Regions from separate parts of the Arabidopsis thaliana genome. Here region 2 is linked to region 1. Evidence: chromatin contacts called from public capture Hi-C data. All regions are on one chromosome and are shown on one strand. Each heading gives the region's core, a stretch centred on a gene start, on an enhancer-like site or on the middle of the called end of the contact. The rest is flanking DNA. Distances are from core to core; before and after follow the strand shown.

Region 1 (5,667 bases), core at 2,954-5,453:
TTATTGTGTTTTCATTTCATTGGAACAACAAAGTACAAGTGAATTATATTTATGAAGTCTTCTCTCTTTCGCAGGATGAAGAGTACGAGTCCCGAAACCACCTTATTCAGTGGTGGGATCAGGCGGTAACTGAGGAGCTTGAGAAGGTAAATCACAAACTTGATTCCGCACTAAGACATGGACAACTAGCATGCAATCATGCTTTGGAGTCCATCCGGGAAACTATTCAACTCATGCAAAGCGAAATTGAAACCCTTAAAGAAAGGTTACTCGCCAAAGAAGTCAAGATTGATAGGCTTAGGGCATTACTTTCTACATGGTGATTATGATGTGTTTTATGTTATTGAGGATGGTGTATGGCATTTGAACCTAATTATGTTATGTTTCTGGATTTTATGTAATATTTGAACCTAATTAAACATGTATTTACCTATTTTAAGTTATGTGTATTGACCGGCCAACAAGGACAACTTAGCTATTCTTGTAGTTTAAGTTATGTGTATTGACCGGCCAACTGGGACAACTTAGTTATTTACCTATTTTAAGTTATGTGTATTGACCGGCCAACAGGGACAACTTAGCAACTCTTGTATTTCAAGTTATATGTATTGACCGGCCAACTGGGACAACTTAGCAACTCTTGTATTTTAAGTTATGTGTATTGTCCGGCCAACTGGGACAACTTAGCAACTCTTGTATTATTGACCGGCCAACCGGGACAACTTAGCCAAACGTTTTGATTTTAATAAAATCAAAAAACACATAAACCATTACAGAAAATAAGTTTGTCCTCTACACATAAACTACGCATAACATTCTCAAATACACAAAAAGAAAGTCATATTTCTCCAAACACCTAAGAGTCCACACACACACATAAGCAAGAAAGAAAAGTCAAAGTCTCTTCCTCGTTTGCTTCCCCTCAGCTGTAAACTCTTCCCCCTTATACTTGGAAGGTTTCCTTCCACGTTTTTTCCCAGATTCCAGAGTAGGACCAACATGCTTTCTCTTCTTCTTCGATATCTGCCTCTTCTTCTTCTTCTTCTTATCCTCTTCATCGGACTCATCGCTGCCATCACCTACAAAAATATGTAACCAAACATGTAAGAACTATTGTGAAAGCATCACTACACAAAAGTTCAACAAAAACTCACTTAGAGACTCAATAGTTGGAGGTGCTGGGTCACGGATTCCACTGTGAATAACCAAGGCCTTGCTCTGAGTATCCATTGGCTGATAAGACGGTGGCACAAAATCAGCAGCTGAACCAGGACACATATCTTCATATTTGTCTTTTTCTGCCTCTTTCTCAAGCTGATCTGCCACATATTCCTCTATTCCTTGTACTCTCAAACAAATTCGCTTGATTTCGCTATCCATCACAGCAAGCTTGTCCGTGAGCTTGTCAAATCCTCTCTCCATAGCTTCCTTGAACGAGAGAATCGATGTCCCAGGGATTTCAGGTTCAGGTACAGCTGGAACATCATCAACAGTTTCAATACGTCTACCATCAATGTCTGCTTGGTAGAGACTACGCCAGAAAATCTTCTTTTTCTCTACGATAAGCCTCTCTCTCCAACTATCAACAATTGGATCGATATATCCAATACCATCATCAACATGCTTCTCTACAACGCGTGACAACATTTTTCTCTCATCCATATCAGGTTCCAAGATGCTTGAAATATCATGTCAAGTAAACATATATTTCAAACACCACAAAGATTATAAACATAGATTTCAAGAGAACAAAGCTAACCGTTATATCTCCAAGTGCTTCATTTATTTCTTCCAAAGTAAATCCCTTCATGCAACTTTCACTGAACTTGTGCTTGCACATTCTTGGACATTCCTTGTCTGCACGTACAACTTCTCTAAATCTCTTCCCAAGCTGCGGAATGCACTCAAATGCCAGAATCTAGACACAAAAACATAAAAGTAAATGAAAGTTCACAATAACAAAATCTAGCCACTCATATAATTTACTCGACTACTTACCTCAAGTGGAGTAATAAATCCATAAAAAGCAGTCTGTGCCTTTTGTTTCACCACACCTTTCATGTTCTTCATTACTCTCTGCACCCCTTCCATACACTGCTCAAAGGAAAAACGTCCCCACGGGAATGTCTCACAAGCTCTGACATTATCCACAATCCTAAGCAAAAACTCCTCTATCTTCGAATCCCCTTTAGAATCAGCTTTCATAACCTTAGCTAAGAATAACAGAATTGCCAACTTCAACCTAGCAGTAGACTTCTCACTCTTAAACTCTTCCAGCTTCTCTTCCACGTCTTTAATCTTGATGTCCTCAGTCCTCTTAAACAACTTCTCCACAAACTTCAAACTGCCTAAAGTCTTATAGTTTTTTGGGTACTCACGGCAGTTCAAACCGGTCAACAATGCATGCTCTCTAATTGAGTACCTTATAGGTACTCCATTGACAACAAACCAACACTCTCTCGCCAATTCTGTCTTAGCCGTGCGAACCATAAGCATCCACATGCCTTGAATCATGTGATTGGGCTCCTTAGGCATGTGGAATATGTGCTTAAATTGGTCATGATTCCTAAACCACTTCAGTTCTGCATCCAAAGTCTCTATAAATTCCACTGTTTGTACCAACTGACACCTCGTTCCTATCTTACACACCTTCGTGTAGGTAGTTGGATCAAAGTACATAACTTCTGGCGGCAATGGTTGATTATCATCATCATCATCATCATCATCCTGCATATTCTGCGGCTGAAGATCATCATCACCATCCTGCATATTCTGCGGCAGGTTATCATCATCACCATCATCCTGCATATTCAATTCAAAATACTTTCAATTTCACATTAACTACCTAGTTGTACTACTTGTTCCTGAATGACCATTCACAAATTTACGACCTAGTTGTACTACTTGTTTTATCTGAAGCACCATTCACAAATCCAATCATTTACCAATGCATGCATAATATCCTAAAACGAGCCTAATCAAAAAAATAACGGTCTTCTATCATACCTTATTTGCTCCATCATCATGTTGAACAACTGCATTCGTTGCCTCTTCTTCTTCTGCACAAGAATCGGCATTTGGGTTTGAAAGATCGTCAATTGATTCCCATGCGACGGCGTTTGAATTACCCAAATCGGCGGCGTCACAATCGCCGGTTGTAGGCTGGATTTCTCCGGCTTCCTCTTCTGTTGTAAGAAGCTCTGCGCCTTCTTCATCTCTTTGGGGAATCTCGGCGGCGGTCTCGTCGACTGATGGAGGAATTTCGCCGGTCGATTCAACCCTAGTTGATTCATATTCTCCAGATGAGTCTTTTACTCTAGCCATTGGAAAATAAATTTGCGGATATGAAAGAGACAAAGACGAACGAAAACGGAGAAGAAAGAAGAATAGAAGAGATTGATTTTTCCGGTGAAAGTGGTATCGTCGGAGACGAAAGAAGACGACGACGGAGAGAAGAGGAAGAAGTCGAGAAGTGAAAAGGGGGAACTTAGGTTTTTACTTAGGTTTTTTCTGTAAATAATACAACTGAGCCGAGTATTTACATTTTTTTTTGGGCCCGAGCCCAACAAATTAAGTTTTCTTGTAGTTTTTGTGGTTTCGCAAGGGTTTTTCGTCCTTTCCTCATTTTTCGATTTAAATAAAAATCAATAATAATATTCCAAACATAAGAATGGCACGAGTGATTATTTATTCTCCAATAGTGGCATAAGAGGTGAGCTTCCAGTCAAGATCGGCCCATAACCATAACGCCCATAACCAAGTCAACACTACCAAAGATGTTGTCATGAATAGATTTATGGTTGATTATGTAGTGTTGTGAATATGCATTACTATTTTCTTTCAAGATGAATTATTAAGGCGTAAGACGAAACTAATTTTACTTTGCCACTTTACTAAAAACATATTTTCAATCGTATATATATATCCTAATAGCACTACAGATTTTGGTCCAAAATAAAATAAAAAAGCACTACAGATTTTCATATAAGCTTTTTGAATGAAATTATAAAATCATCAAATGACACAGACATTTACTACTAAAATATACTATAATCATATCCATTAAACGATAAGAGTGGAGTCTAAGATTTTTATAATCTTTAGAATCAATCTACCAATAACTCTCTTTTTAAGAACAAAACTATAGGCTACTAATCATATACTCATATTATAAAACATGTAATCATATAAAGTGACGTAACCTTATGATAACATTTCAGCTGAATATGAGCCACATAACTGAATCAGATAGGATCGATCATACATCAAAACATAAGAAACAGACACAACACAACATAAGAAACAGACACAACATAAAAAGTATCTAACACATACCCACTTGATATAAACAAAAATAAAATAAAAGTTCTATAGACCCATGCTTTATTGTCTTCTCACCGTCTCTGCATTAAGAAAATGGAGATTTTGAGATTTTTGCTTTCTCTCTTTATATATTTTCTTTTGTTGAATCTTTCTCTTTCACATTTTCCTTCGATTTCAGCTCAAAGGACTAACCATGAAAACTTCCTCAAGTGTCTCTCTCACCGAATCAACGAGGACGACTCAAGAATCATACACACATCAAAAGATCCTTCGTATTTCTCAATCTTGAATTCTTCCATACAAAATCCAAGATTCTTTGTTCTCGAAACACCTAAACCGGTTTCAATCATCACTCCGGTTCAAGCCACCGATGTTCAATCTACGATTAAATGCGCACGGCTTCACGGTATACACATCAGGACTAGGAGTGGTGGTCATGACTACGAAGGTTTATCTTACATGGCTAAAAGCAGACCGTTCGTTGTCATTGATTTGAGAAATCTCCGGTCTATTACATTAGATGTTGATAACCGGACCGGTTGGGTTCAATCCGGAGCTACAATTGGGGAATTGTACTATGAGATTGGAAAATTAAGCAAATCTTTGGCCTTTCCGGCCGGTCTTTATCCAACCGTTGGCATCGGAGGGCAATTCGGAGGTGGTGGGTACGGTACGTTGATGAGAAAATACGGTTTATCGGCGGACAATGTAATTGATGCACATATTGTTGACGCGAATGGAAGCTTTCTTGACCGACAAGGCATGGGTGAAGATTTCTTTTGGGCTATCCGTGGAGGCGGAGGATCAAGCTTCTCTGTTGTCCTGTCATGGAAGATTAGATTGCTTGATGTTCCGTCGGTAGTAACGGTCTTTAAAGTCGTGAAAACATCGGAAAAAGAGGCTGTCTCGATCATCAACAAGTGGCAGTATATTGCGGATAAGGTTCCTAATGATCTTTTCATCAGAGCTATGCTACAGAAGGAAACCGAGGTTTATGCTTCGTTCCCGGGACTTTATCTCGGTCCGGTAAGCGATCTATTAGCATTGATGAAAGATAAGTTTCCGGAATTAGGTCTTGAGATTGGAAATTGTAGAGAAATGAGTTGGATTGAGTCTGTTCTCTGGTTTATAAAAGGAGAATCAATGGAAATTCTTGCGAAACGGAAACGAACGTCAAGATCTTTCAAGGGAAAAGATGATTTCATCGAAGAACCGATACCTAAAACCGCGATTCAGTATCTTTGGAGACGATTCGAGGCGCCCGAGGCTCGGCTTGCAAAGATCATACTCACTCCATTTGGTGGCAAAATGAGTGAAATTGCGGATAACGAAATACCATTCCCA
Region 2 (5,026 bases), core at 487-2,986, 150 kb before region 1:
ATTGATATCGCTTACTTGGGTCTAAAACGGTTTATAGGCACCGGTTCTGGCAGAAGGGTATTCAAATGGTCTAAAGAACCCTAACAACCAAAAACAAAAAGAAGATCAAATGCGGAAATGCCTATTCACATTAACCGATATCGGAAATATAGATATTGGCTCACCTGAGATGCAACCAAAAACGGAAACATATCCATGAATGTTGTAGAGTAACCCGCTGCAAACTCAGGAGGTGAAGGTCTAGTTTCAGTATCTGTAGACAAATAACTTGATCAACTCGGTGCATTAAGATTTGTTGCAAATCAAAAGATTCAAAAGAAAGTAAACTGAAACCTTTATTAAACCGAACCAAACGGCTTTGTTTTCCAAGATAATCTGAAAACCATTTCGCAGCTTCTTCTCCTTCATCAAAAGCAGAGCCAGACCATTCCCACATCGACACACCTTCTGCTACCGAGCTTGGCCTAGTCAACGGTATCTTTAACGGACTCATACCAGGAGCTCTTATCACTGCAAAATGAATAATCAAGAACGTAAATTGAAGTCTCGATTCAGAGACAATTCTCGTAGTTAAGCCAGAAATTTACCCAACAATGAGTCATTTGTTGGCTCCCAATCTTCCAAGAAGGCTTCCTTAGGCAACTCCGATTCAACAAGAGCAAGGGTTGGCTCAACTCTTTGAGTGTATGCTCTTCCTTTATAGTTAACAACTAACCAATACCGGTCCCACTGAAAACCTACATCAGTTTCCATAGATTAAACCCATGGAATTATCCATTAGATCAAACACCAAGACAACTTCATAGTCAAACATTCCACCATCTTAATTTTAACACACATGAAACTCTCCCGTTTCTTATCAAAATTTAGCCCTATATATTAGCATTGTGTTCACTTTCTCGGAAACTTTGTTCACAATTCTATCAATCAAACAAGACCCTTTTCTGCTATCTTCGAACCCTTAACATATAAAGAAACAGAAATGAGAGTGAAACTGTAGTCTTCATGCCAACAAAAAAAAAAAGAGAAAAACTTTAGTGGTCACTCTCATTATACCCAAATAATATCATCTTCCCAGAAATTGTTCACTTTCCATCCAATCAAACAAGAACAATTTCCAGATAATTTGTTCATTTTCCAACCAATAAACTAATAAAGCAAGACCCTTTCTAGTATCATCGATCCCGTAACAATGAGAGTGAAAAATCTAAATGTTCATGCCAACATAAAAGTGGAGACTTTAAGTGTTCACTCTCATTTTACCCTATTAATAGCAATTTCTGAGACAATTTGTTCACTTTCTCGGAAAATTTGTTGACTTTCCCTAAATCAAACAAAACCCATATCTTATAATCAAAATCTCAGAAAATCAAGAATGATCAAAAGGGAATCTTTCTCATACCAATTTTTTTAAAAGGACCTTTTTTCAATTCTCAGAAGTCAAACTAAGAGGAGTAGAAGAAGAAGAAGAAGATTGTTCTTAGTTTTTACCAGTATGAGTAACGGTAGCCTGAGGAACAGAGATTCCACGGCAAGATTTGATCGGATAAATGACCAAAGATTGAATCTTTAGACCTTCCTCCATTTCTCTCTCCCTTTCACAAACACTTGCTAATGAATCCTTTTAGCTTTAGTAAAAAGGGAACATAAAAAGAAGAATCATTCAAGAATTTGCCATCGTTTTCAAAATGTTGTCGTTTGAGTTTTATGCATTTTTCACACGTGGATTATATAAGCAGACAGGTTACACCAACCATCTTTTAATATTTGGTTCTTTTTCAACTTTTTGATGGACTAAACTCATTCAAGTAAATCCGTGGTAATTAGGATCCCTGTAAAAAATCAATTCTCAATAAGAACAAGTAACAAGTGACACGTTCCATTTCAGTATTAGAATGGTCGACCTACCACCTCAGAATAGTTGAACTAGTACTCAGAATTAGAATGGCCGACCTACCACTTCAGTATTTAGTCACCTTAATATTTAAATTCGAAAAGGTAAAAATCTATAAATTCACTTTCAATCCAACATCAAAGACTGACAAAGAGGATTTGAAATCTATCACGAGATAAGAAAAACTAGATCAAAAAAGTACAAACATCTCACCAATATTAATCTCAAAAAACTCTAAAGACTAAAAGAGTAAGAGAAGAGAAACAAAAGCCATTGACATTTTTAGTCAAAAGGGAAGCAAATAGCTTTCAACTATGTCTCAACATAGTAACATCATTGGAAACCAATTCAGTTTTAAGTAGGAGAAATTTTCACTTATAAGTTCTATCTGATTCAACCAGAAGAGTTTGACTCTAAGAGTGCAGAGAATTTTTTGTAGCTATGGTTATTACTTCTACTTGTTACGCTTCGCAGCACGTTTTCCATGACCCTTCTTTGGTGGTCCTTTGTCACGACGTTTCAACATCTCAAGCTTCGATATCCGCCTACAACAACAACACCCAAACTTAAGTTAAAATGCCTCTCAACAGAGAGAAAACAATGATAACATAAGCAGTGAATATAAAACCAAGTGTAAGTGAATTTCAAAGACAGTACTATCCTTGCCAAATAAGATTAGTTCGTGACTATGTTGCATTTTACACCAGAAACCAAAGAACATGACTCTGCGTAAGCTCCACAAATCACAAGAAGGCTCATACAATCTACATCTAGTTTCTTTCTCATGTCTAGGATTTTGGATACTAACCCCCAAATAGCAATTGAACTAAAAAGCTTGTGGAAACATGTTCCAGCTCAATCCCACTCAAAGAGTTTTCTATGATAAACAAAGCAATCAATTGGAAAGTAAACAAGAAAAGAGAGGTTTAGGAAAGTACTCTTTTTCTTCTCTAGCCAAGACATTGGGATCCTCATTCTTGATGTCGTATGGATACCATTCTGCAACCTTATCACCAATAAGCTTCTTCCTTAATATCTTATGAGGAGATCTCTGTCCCGTTGGGTTAAGCATATGTCCGAAAATCCTTGCTCTTGCTTCGGTCACACCTCGACCCACTGCTGAAGATATAAGGCTCTTCAGGCTACCACTAGCCATCTTCCTTGAAAGTTGACACTATACCACCTTAACGTAAGCAACACAATGAAACAAAATCACTCATTATAGTCTGATAGATTTAACAAAAAAACGTAAACATTTCAATCAAAATTCAGATATATCTTCTTCAAAGCCAAAATGGTAAATGCATCATAGAAAGGTACAAACTTTGATGTTGAAATACAGTAGCTTCTGAAATACGAGAATCTGCAAACTATGAGACCATAAAATTAAGGTTGCTATGTCAATGCGATCAACTCTAACTAACGATTCTCCAAAACTAGGTTCCGTTTCCTTAACAATAGTTTCTAAAGACTGGACATTTTTTATTCCAAAACTAAAACATGAGCATTAGATCCAGACGAATCTGGTAAACTTTTTTTACAATTTGAAAGCTAACCCAGTTCATATTAACGTTAGAACCGCAATACAAAATCACGAACAAAAGCAAAGAGATAAGCAGTTTCGTTATGAGTCTAAAAAAATACTCTTTGAGACATTTCATCGAACATGTTTCGTGCCCGAGTAAATAACTGGAAAACATAGCAATTTACACAATCGACAATAAGATTAGATGTTGGAGAAGAAGGAAATGACAGAGGGGAACTTACCGACGAGAAAGAGTAGCGACGGCGACGAAATAAGAAGGAGAGAGTCGGAGATTGCGAGAGACAGTGAAAAGAGAAATAGACTTCAAAAAATAACAAAAGAAAAAGCTTTCGAGGGTATGGGTTCAATAAAAAAGAAGAAGGAGAAAAATGCTTTCATTGAGAGTTGAACTCAAGACCTCCCGCTTACTAAACGGGTGCTCTAACCAACTGAGCTATGAAAGCTTTGATGTTACATTTAGTATGGTAAATTATTTATAGTCTGTAACTTCAGTTTGTCAGTGTTTATTTATATTATTTATTACTTAGTAATAGTAACAATGAAAACATTAATGGACATTTTTGAAAATATCAAAGAATAAATGGATTAATAAAATATAAATATCATCGTTGGTAGTTTTAGATTTGAAGAAAGTATAATGTCAAAAATGAAAAACTATTAAATGTTTTTTTCTTTTATTAATTACAAACAATAAACAATAATGTTAGAAATTGAAAATATGAAATAGTTTTTTTTTATTATCAATTACAAACAATCAGTAATTACATTTAAAATTTTTAAATCGGAACAGATTGAAAGATTATGGGTATCATAAAAGTAGGAGTTCGTCTGATGACACACTTGACGTTAATCTTTTGATCCCTCAAATTTTGCACTGATCTCTAAGATATGAATCTTCCCATTGTTAAGACTTGGTTCAATATTCTCACAAATATTTTGTTCGCTATACAGATAGGATCAAAATGTTTGTTGGTGTGTTGACATCTATCCACATATACAATCATCTTTCGAATAAAAGACAGTTTGAAAGATCATTCATACGATTATACCAATTTTTATTTTTTTTGTCATGTGTGATATTTGCACAACGTCCACAAAAATTATCTCATTTAGAACATTCTCCAGAGATTGTGTGGTGAAATAAGAAGCTCTAATCTTGGAGCTCATCTTATTGCCAAGAGCGTGACAATGGAGGATCGCCGCCAATCGTATGTAGCAATCGGGTTTCCTTTTTGGCTGAAACATCTTTTTGAGAAAGAAAGTAGTATTGCTTAGTGTAATACTTAATGTGGTTGATCTAGAATGATTGTCTTTGATCCTAACTTTTTGTATATCTGGTTAAAATCTTGAATATAAAGTATATATTTTAGTCAAAGAAAAAAAAATATTCTCCGGAAATGACTAATTTGCCAAACAAATTCTTTAGATTTTTAAAGAATCTCCAAGTTGTCAGTACTAATATTTAAAACGCTGTCAATGTACTACAATAAAAGAATAAAAGAATATTATGAAAATATGTTAATTAGTTTTGAGAAATAACTTTTTAGTAAATATATGTTTGTCATTTTCTTAAAAATTATTAGTCT

Evidence for each region. Capture Hi-C pulls out chosen DNA fragments and counts their contacts.
Region 2: a capture Hi-C map of shoot shows a contact between it and region 1, with 5 times the contacts expected there. The contact joins the promoter of AT5G44720 here to the promoter of AT5G44410 in region 1. A contact is called at or near these places in 2 of 3 other capture datasets (seedling and shoot).

Annotation. Positions count from the first base shown.
Region 1 is chr5:17,891,603-17,897,269 of TAIR10.1, reverse strand. It overlaps AT5G44410 (FAD-binding Berberine family protein), which reads left to right and starts at 4,203. Exons shown (of 1, transcript NM_123808.4): 1 at 4,203-5,667. The coding sequence starts at 4,417. It also overlaps the pseudogene AT5G44415 and the pseudogene AT5G44416.
Region 2 is chr5:18,039,645-18,044,670 of TAIR10.1, reverse strand. AT5G44720 (Molybdenum cofactor sulfurase family protein) reads right to left here and starts at 1,736. Exons shown (of 8, transcript NM_123839.4): 1 at 1,492-1,736; 2 at 588-737; 3 at 334-510; 4 at 165-253; 5 at 16-80. The coding sequence starts at 1,585. AT5G44710 (37S ribosomal protein S27) reads right to left here and starts at 3,761. Exons shown (of 3, transcript NM_123838.5): 1 at 3,662-3,761; 2 at 2,833-3,077; 3 at 1,990-2,439. The coding sequence starts at 3,050. The coding sequence ends at 2,349. AT5G44705 (a tRNA gene) reads right to left here and starts at 3,883; the gene lies at 3,810-3,883.